2 separate regions of the Sus scrofa genome follow, and region 1 is linked to region 2. Evidence: chromatin contacts called from public HiChIP or PLAC-seq data. All regions are on one chromosome and are shown on one strand. Each heading gives the region's core, a stretch centred on a gene start, on an enhancer-like site or on the middle of the called end of the contact. The rest is flanking DNA. Distances are from core to core; before and after follow the strand shown.

Region 1 (3,313 bases), core at 616-3,115, 52 kb after region 2:
CTTTTCCCACAGAGATGATCCCAGAATATTGGGCAGAGTTCTCAGTGTTCGTGTGCCGATCAGTTACCCCCCTCCCAGAGTTCTCGTCGTGGTTCAGCAGAAACGAATCTGACTAGGATCCATGAGGATGCAAGTTCGATCCCTGGCCTTGCTCAGTGGGTTGGGGATCCAGCGCTGCTGTGAGCTGTGGTGTAGGTCACAGACGCAGCTCGGATCCGATGTTGCTGTGGTTGTGGTGTAGGCCAGCGGCTGCTGCTCCCATTCAACCCCTAGCCTGGGAACCTCCATATGCCAAGGGGGAGGCCCTAGAAGACCAAACATTTTTGTATTTTATTTTTAAAAAAATTTATTTTAAAAAGTCTTGGGACTGCAGATGCAAAGGAAAAAAATAACCCCAACAGGTAAAAATGAGTAAGTCTGACGACATCATACTCGGAGAGATGAGGAGGAAACAGGCAGTCCTGAGAGATACCTCAGAGACAAGGTCAAGGTGACCAGTCCCTGTTCTCCAGCAGGTGTGTGCCTGGGAAACCCTGGCAGCTGTTGCATGGGCGCAGGCATAAAGCCGTCTATTGCAGCACTGTTTGTAATAATGAAAAAGAGTTCGTGTTCTGGATAAATGAAACACACATTCATTCATAAAATGTATGAATGAAATATATCTCACATAATGAATGAATGAATGGATGGAAATGAGTGAAAAATGGAGGGTCTTAAAGGCAGCTTGTTCCACATTCCTCTAAGGCTCCTTACAACTTCTCAGGGCCGGTTGTCACCCCATCTAACAGATGAGAACACTGAATCTCAGGTGGGATTGGTGTCCTAATAGGCACGCCACATCCAGCAACAGAGATTTGAAACTAAAGTCCCTCTGGGTCGAGTTGGGGTGTCCTACAGACCCATGAGATGGGGACAGAGTCAACCTCATGTGGCCAAGCAGATACGCTGCTTTAGGGGAGGAGCAGTTAGTGGCAAGACCCAGGCTTCTGGAGCTGAGATAAGGCAGAATCTCCCCCAAATGTGGTCAGACGGAGCCAGGACATGCAGCCCCAGGAGTGGGGACAGCAGAGGTCGGACCGCTCCTCAGAACTGGCCGTCCTCTGGGGCAGCGGGTCCAGAAGGAGGAAGATTAGGCAGGCTTTTCTTCAAAATGCCTTTAAAGAATCCCCCGTGTCTACTCTCAGCAGGGCTCCCAAATTCAGGCACATCCTTTTTCTTCAGTTGCTAAGATGATAACATGGAAAACATTCCCCAACGGACTTTCATGCCTCCTTGGAGGAGGCTTCGTTTTATTTCCTACTTAAGGACTGTTAATAAATCACTCTCTGGCTGAGTACAGTTGAACGCTGAAGCACTTAGCTTATCTGACCTTCGCATTAATTATTTTTATTACCCAGCAGGAACTTATGAAAGCTGCCCCCCCTTTCCCTGTAAAGCCAAGTGGCCCCAAGCGAAGAAGCCAGGTCTCTCCTGGTGCCTGAGAGGGAGCTCCTTAAACACCTCCGGCTCTGAAAAGCTCTGCTGGAGGGTACTGGTCCGAACCCCCAGTTCCTTCCAATCAGTAGACGCCAGGCACCCGTTTGTGCCTGAGGACCCAGTGATGCCATTGCAATTCTTACAAAAACTGAAAGTGAAATGAGGAAGACTGATTGAGCAATCGGATAGAAGGGCGAATGCCAGGAAGACCTAGCGTACAGTAGGGGCAGAGATGCAGCGGGGCAGAGGGGAGAAAATTCAGGAGAACTCTCCTGAGGGCGAGCGCCGGGCTGGGCCGGGCAGTCAGTGCAGGACATCAACAAACACAGATAACAGGAAATGATCCATCCTCTGTGGTCACTGATTCTAAGGGCCCGAACCTTCAAAGTTCTAGGAGGGAAATGGATGACTCCACGGGGGAGCAGTCACGCCTTTCTTGCCTTAGCACGAGAGAAGAAATGAAACTGAAGGAGACGGTCCCCATCCTCCCCCAGAAGGAAAGCCCCTCTGTCCGCATCTCCAAAGATGGGAAGCTGCTGGTCGTGACCCTGCTGCTGGCCCTGCTGTCCTGCTGCCTCACGGTGCTGTCTTTCTGCCGGGTGGCCTCCCTGCAAGCGGAGCTGGGGAGCCTCCGGGCGGAGCTGCGGGAGCACCGGGCGGAGGGGCTGCCGGGCGCCCCCCAGGCGGGAGCCGCAGCCCCCAGGGCCGCCCCTCCGGCCCTGAAAGTGAGTCTGCGGCAGCCGCAGCCCCAGGCACGGGGCTCCCCCACGACCCACACGTGCTGGCGGTAACGTGGGGCTTTTCTCTTCCCAGGGGATCTTTGCACCACCAGCTCCAAGGGAGAGCAGCTCCATTCAAAGCAACAGGAGTAAGCGCGCCGCGCAGGATGCGGAGGAAACAGGTACGTCGGGGTCACGGAAGCCTGTAGGAGGCAGGGATCCCGTTCACAGGTGTGGAGGCGAGCATCGGACTGGGAGAGGGGAGCCCCGCAGAACCTGGAGACTTCCACGCTCACCGTCGCAGCCAGGAGCGGCGCGGGGGCAAAGCACCAGGCTGACAATGCATGTCTGAGCTCCAGGGAGCGGATTTTGTGGGGGCAGGTATTTATTTATCTGTGCGGCAGTTGAAGCGTAGAAGTGGGGAAAGAGGCTCACATCTCCCTGCAGAGAGTTCCCTTCTATGTCAGGAGCATCCTCCATCAGTTCAGGAGAAAAAGCACCACGCGCGAATGTAGGAAATTTTGTGAACCTGGTCAAAGAAAGGCAGCAAAAGAGCATCTCCTGGGGAGCGTAGCTGCTGTGCAGTCACATGGAGGTCGGTGGTGGGAGCAGGTGCATGGCTGTGCTTTATTTTGTTTCTTGCTTTTAAAAGAATAGAGCTCCTTCCACACACACACACATACACACACACACACACAGAGCTTTTCGAGCTTTTCGTTAACCGGAGCTTTCCCAGGAGATCCACACGTTTGTAATCTTATTGTAATAGTTCTTTAGAGATTTCTGACTCTCTTCCTGGTCTGTTCCACAGAATTGTGTGGATTCCCGAAACCTCAGATTTGGTGGGGCCTCCCCAGACATTCAGCTCTAGCTCCTTCCTTTCAAAGATGCAAAAGAGCATTTGCATTGCATTTACTTAGCATGCAATTTAATCCTTGATACTGTTTCCCTTCTGTATTGAAGGAAGGTTTTTGAGCCCCTAGAATGTGCCAAGCACGCTTGTACTTGAACGGGAATCGTCACACCTTCTGTTTCCTTTAACCTGCAAGGTGACTGCGAGGTGAAGTCACCGTGTGCAATTATGTATCCGTCTATGTGCTTCTAAAGAGAAGTGCGCG
Region 2 (3,314 bases), core at 665-3,164:
AAAATAAAACCATTACACAAATCTTCATTGGGCACCTACTACGATATTGTAATTGTGCTACACATGCAAGATTGAGAAATGAAAAAAACCCCAAATCCTTATGTTCCGAGAGCTGTGGATTTCTACCACTATTTTGTGATGGTTTTTCTCCTCTTGCACCATGGAGAACTGAGAACTTATTCATAAAGTGTAGGAGGAAACAACTTTCAGAATTATTTCATTTCAGCATAATTATTTAGCAAAATTATTTCATCGTAAGCATGTTGCTTTAATAATGCAAGGGAAATTTTGCGCCAGTGGGCTCTGAGAAAACATTTTAGGGTTGTTAAGGCCCTTGGGCATTGTCTATTGTACAAAAGCCTCTTTTTAAAAAACTAACAAATATTTGTTTATTTACTTATTTTTGTGTTCAAACTGACAAACTTTTTTTTGGTGTGTGTCTTTTTAGGGCCATACTAGTGGCATGTAGAAGGTCCCAGGCTAGGAGTCGAATCAGAGCTACAGCTGCTGGCATATACCAGAGCTCACAGCAACGCCGGATCCCTAACCCACTGAGCGAGGCCAGGGATTGAACCTGCATCCTTATGGATACGAGTCAGATTCGTTTTGGCTGAGCCAGGATGGGAACTCCCAAACTGACAAACATTTAATACATAATCCTGGTTTGTAGTAGACTTAGGACTCCTTCTAACCCAATAAATAATTTCATATGTCTAATCCACCTATGTTATCTGAATATTTTCCTGAAGTCACCTTTGGAGTTGTACAGTCTCATGATACTGTTTTGTGGTTAATTTTTCTACCTACTCTTCAACTTAATTATCAATTCACTTTCCAGGAGCACCCAACAGTATTAAATTAGAAGACCCTTCACGCACCTATCTTTTAGGAAGGTATTTGTGTACATTTTTGTACCTTGGTTCAATATCTACTAAGCTCCTACATTATCAGAAACTATACTTTTTTATCAGTGATATAAGAGGGAAAACTTGAATTATGAAATCAAACTCCAAGTTGATTCAAATCTCAAGTTTTTACCTTATTATTTTAGCCTTTCTAATGCTTGGTTCAAAGACAATCGAGAGCTTTTAATTAGGTATCTGCTGTGATTATTAGCTTATTTTTGTAAGTGGTTGGCTTACCTTGCTGAGTGGCGCTTTTCAGGTGATGGACAACAGGACTCTACTATCAAGAGCGTTTCTGACCTGGAGAGCTCAATCTGGGAGCAGATTTTATGTTTTAAAAAACATGATGTATCCTTTCTCCATATAAAACAGAGTATAGAGAAAAGGGAATGACGTGGTTGGGGCAGACATCCGTAAACAAACAATTCAGAACAACGTGGTGCACAGAGGGGGTTGATAGTGAAACTAATGATGCTCTGGCTTCAGAGGCCCATTTCTGCGGTCACTTCCAAGGCCCTGGAGTCGGGGCGGGAAGGCCAGCAATGTTCCCACGGTCTTGTGCTTTTGTAAGATTTGCAAAAGCAAAGTAATTTTGCATTCTTTTTTTTCCCAAAGGGTGGTCTAAATGGTGCAAGTTTCGGGCCTCATAAAACATGCATCCACCTGTGCTGATCCACCCTGACAAAGGTAGGAGCGGGCTGGGCTGGGAGAAGTCATAAAAAGAAAAATAGTTATGGAAGCGCTGTAAGTGCCAGAACTCATTTCCAACCCCCTGACAGCCCTGTAGTTCAGACACACTTTCTTCGGAAAGAAATGCGTCCTGCAGGCAGTTCCGGTGGGCGCCGAGCTCTTACTCCCGAGGCCCCACACGCCCGGTGAGAGGCCCGGGGGTGTTCAGGAGGCGGGGAAGCAGCGGGACAGCCCGCGGCCGGGAGCCCAGCCCGCCGCGAGCTCGCGCCCCGCGGAATCTTGTCCTTCCGGGCCGCCGTTGCGGGGACTCCCCCGGCCGCGGCGTCTGCGCATGCTCGGGAGGGCGGGCCGCGTTCCCACTCCCGGGAGGAAGGCGAGAGCAGGTGATGTGGGAGCCGGCGGCGGCATTTGCCGGCTGCACCGAGCGTGGGCCGGAAGTGGAGGAGCCGAGAGCTAGACCGTGGCGACGGCGGCGGCCCCTCTGCTGGAGGAGGACGATGAGGAGCGACGGAAGCGGCGCGGGGGGACGCTGCTGCGCGGCGCCGGGTTCCGAGTCCGCGGCCGACTGCGCAGCCTGCGAGCAAGTCTAGGTAAGTGCGGTGCGGGGCCGCCGAGGCGCGGGGGCCGCGGGGGGCGGCCGGCGGGGGCCTCCCGGGAGCGCGGGGCTGCGCGCCCAGGGCCGTGCGGGACCGGGACCGAGCCCGCCCCGCAGCCGTGCGGGCCGCGGGGAGAACCCGGCCCAGCGCCGGCGCGTGGAAGCCCGGGCGCGCGGATCACCGACGGCCCTCCGCTGCGGGGCTGGGGACGGGTCCGAGGAACGCGCACCGACCAGCACTTGGTGGCCGTCCTCCCGAACCCCCCTCCCGCCCCACAGCGGAGCGAAAATCCCAGTTACTAGGAGTGAGGGCTGGAAGCAGCCCTGATCCGTTCGCGTCGCGGACGGGTTTAGACTGCGAACGTCATGGCAGGAACTTTGGGGTGCTTAAGAAACAGCTCGAGAGCATCCCGTGGAATTGAAGTTAGTTTCGCAGTACATTCTTGTCAGTGTGTATTTTCCGCAGAATGCATTGCGAGTGTTATTACCCAAAGTGTCATAACCAAAGCGAGTTTTTTGTTCAGCGGCTCATTTACTCATGTTTACCACGTAGTAGTAACTGAGTAGAAAGGCGAGAGGATGTGGGCTTTGAGTTTGATGCTTGATTTTTTCCCCCTCGGTCTTCTCCTGGTTGTCTTTCGGCATGGGCTCCTACTTCTTTGTGTGCAAGCTTCGATGAAGCACATATCTTCTGCTAAAAGGTTCAGTTTTGTCCCACTAAATAAGAACTCATGGGTGACTGTCAAATGTTATGTCTTAGTTGTCTTACTTCAGACCTGGACTGCTCAATGCAGTGTTTGTTAAGACTGACTAGTTGCCAGGCATTGCTGTCTGCTGAAAATAATGACTTGGATAAGATGATGTCACTCTCATCGAGGAACTCACAGCGTACGTAAAGCCGCTGAACTGTGCTGCAATAGTGAGTGCCACCACACACCTTTGTGCAGACTGGGGCATGTGGGATGGGGGACAGTAGGGAGAAGAGGCCCAAGGAAGGTTTTCTGAAGCGGCTGCTGCCTGAGCCGGGTTTTGATAGAAAAAAACAAGACATTGCCCTAATTGCTTGCTCTGTGCACCTATTTATAGGTGTTCTCCGGTGAGTCTTACCATTATTTAATCCAAGG

What was found. HiChIP or PLAC-seq counts read pairs in DNA pulled down with a chosen protein or histone mark.
Region 1: a contact with region 2 is called in an H3K27ac HiChIP or PLAC-seq map of alveolar macrophages. The contact joins the promoter of TNFSF13B here to the promoter of LIG4 in region 2. A contact is called at or near these places in 4 of 47 Hi-C or Micro-C datasets (alveolar macrophages, blood, embryonic fibroblasts and 1 more) and 1 of 2 datasets of contacts at active chromatin or transcription factors (alveolar macrophages).

The regions. Positions count from the first base shown.
Region 1 is chr11:75,597,881-75,601,193 of Sscrofa11.1, forward strand. It overlaps TNFSF13B (TNF superfamily member 13b), which reads left to right and starts at 1,866. Exons shown (of 6, transcript NM_001097498.1): 1 at 1,866-2,057; 2 at 2,290-2,377. The coding sequence starts at 1,878.
Region 2 is chr11:75,545,797-75,549,110 of Sscrofa11.1, forward strand. It overlaps LIG4 (DNA ligase 4), which reads right to left and starts at 1,915. Exons shown (of 2, transcript XM_003131089.5): 1 at 1,143-1,915. It overlaps ABHD13 (protein ABHD13), which reads left to right and starts at 1,952. Exons shown (of 3, transcript XM_013980681.2): 1 at 1,952-2,185.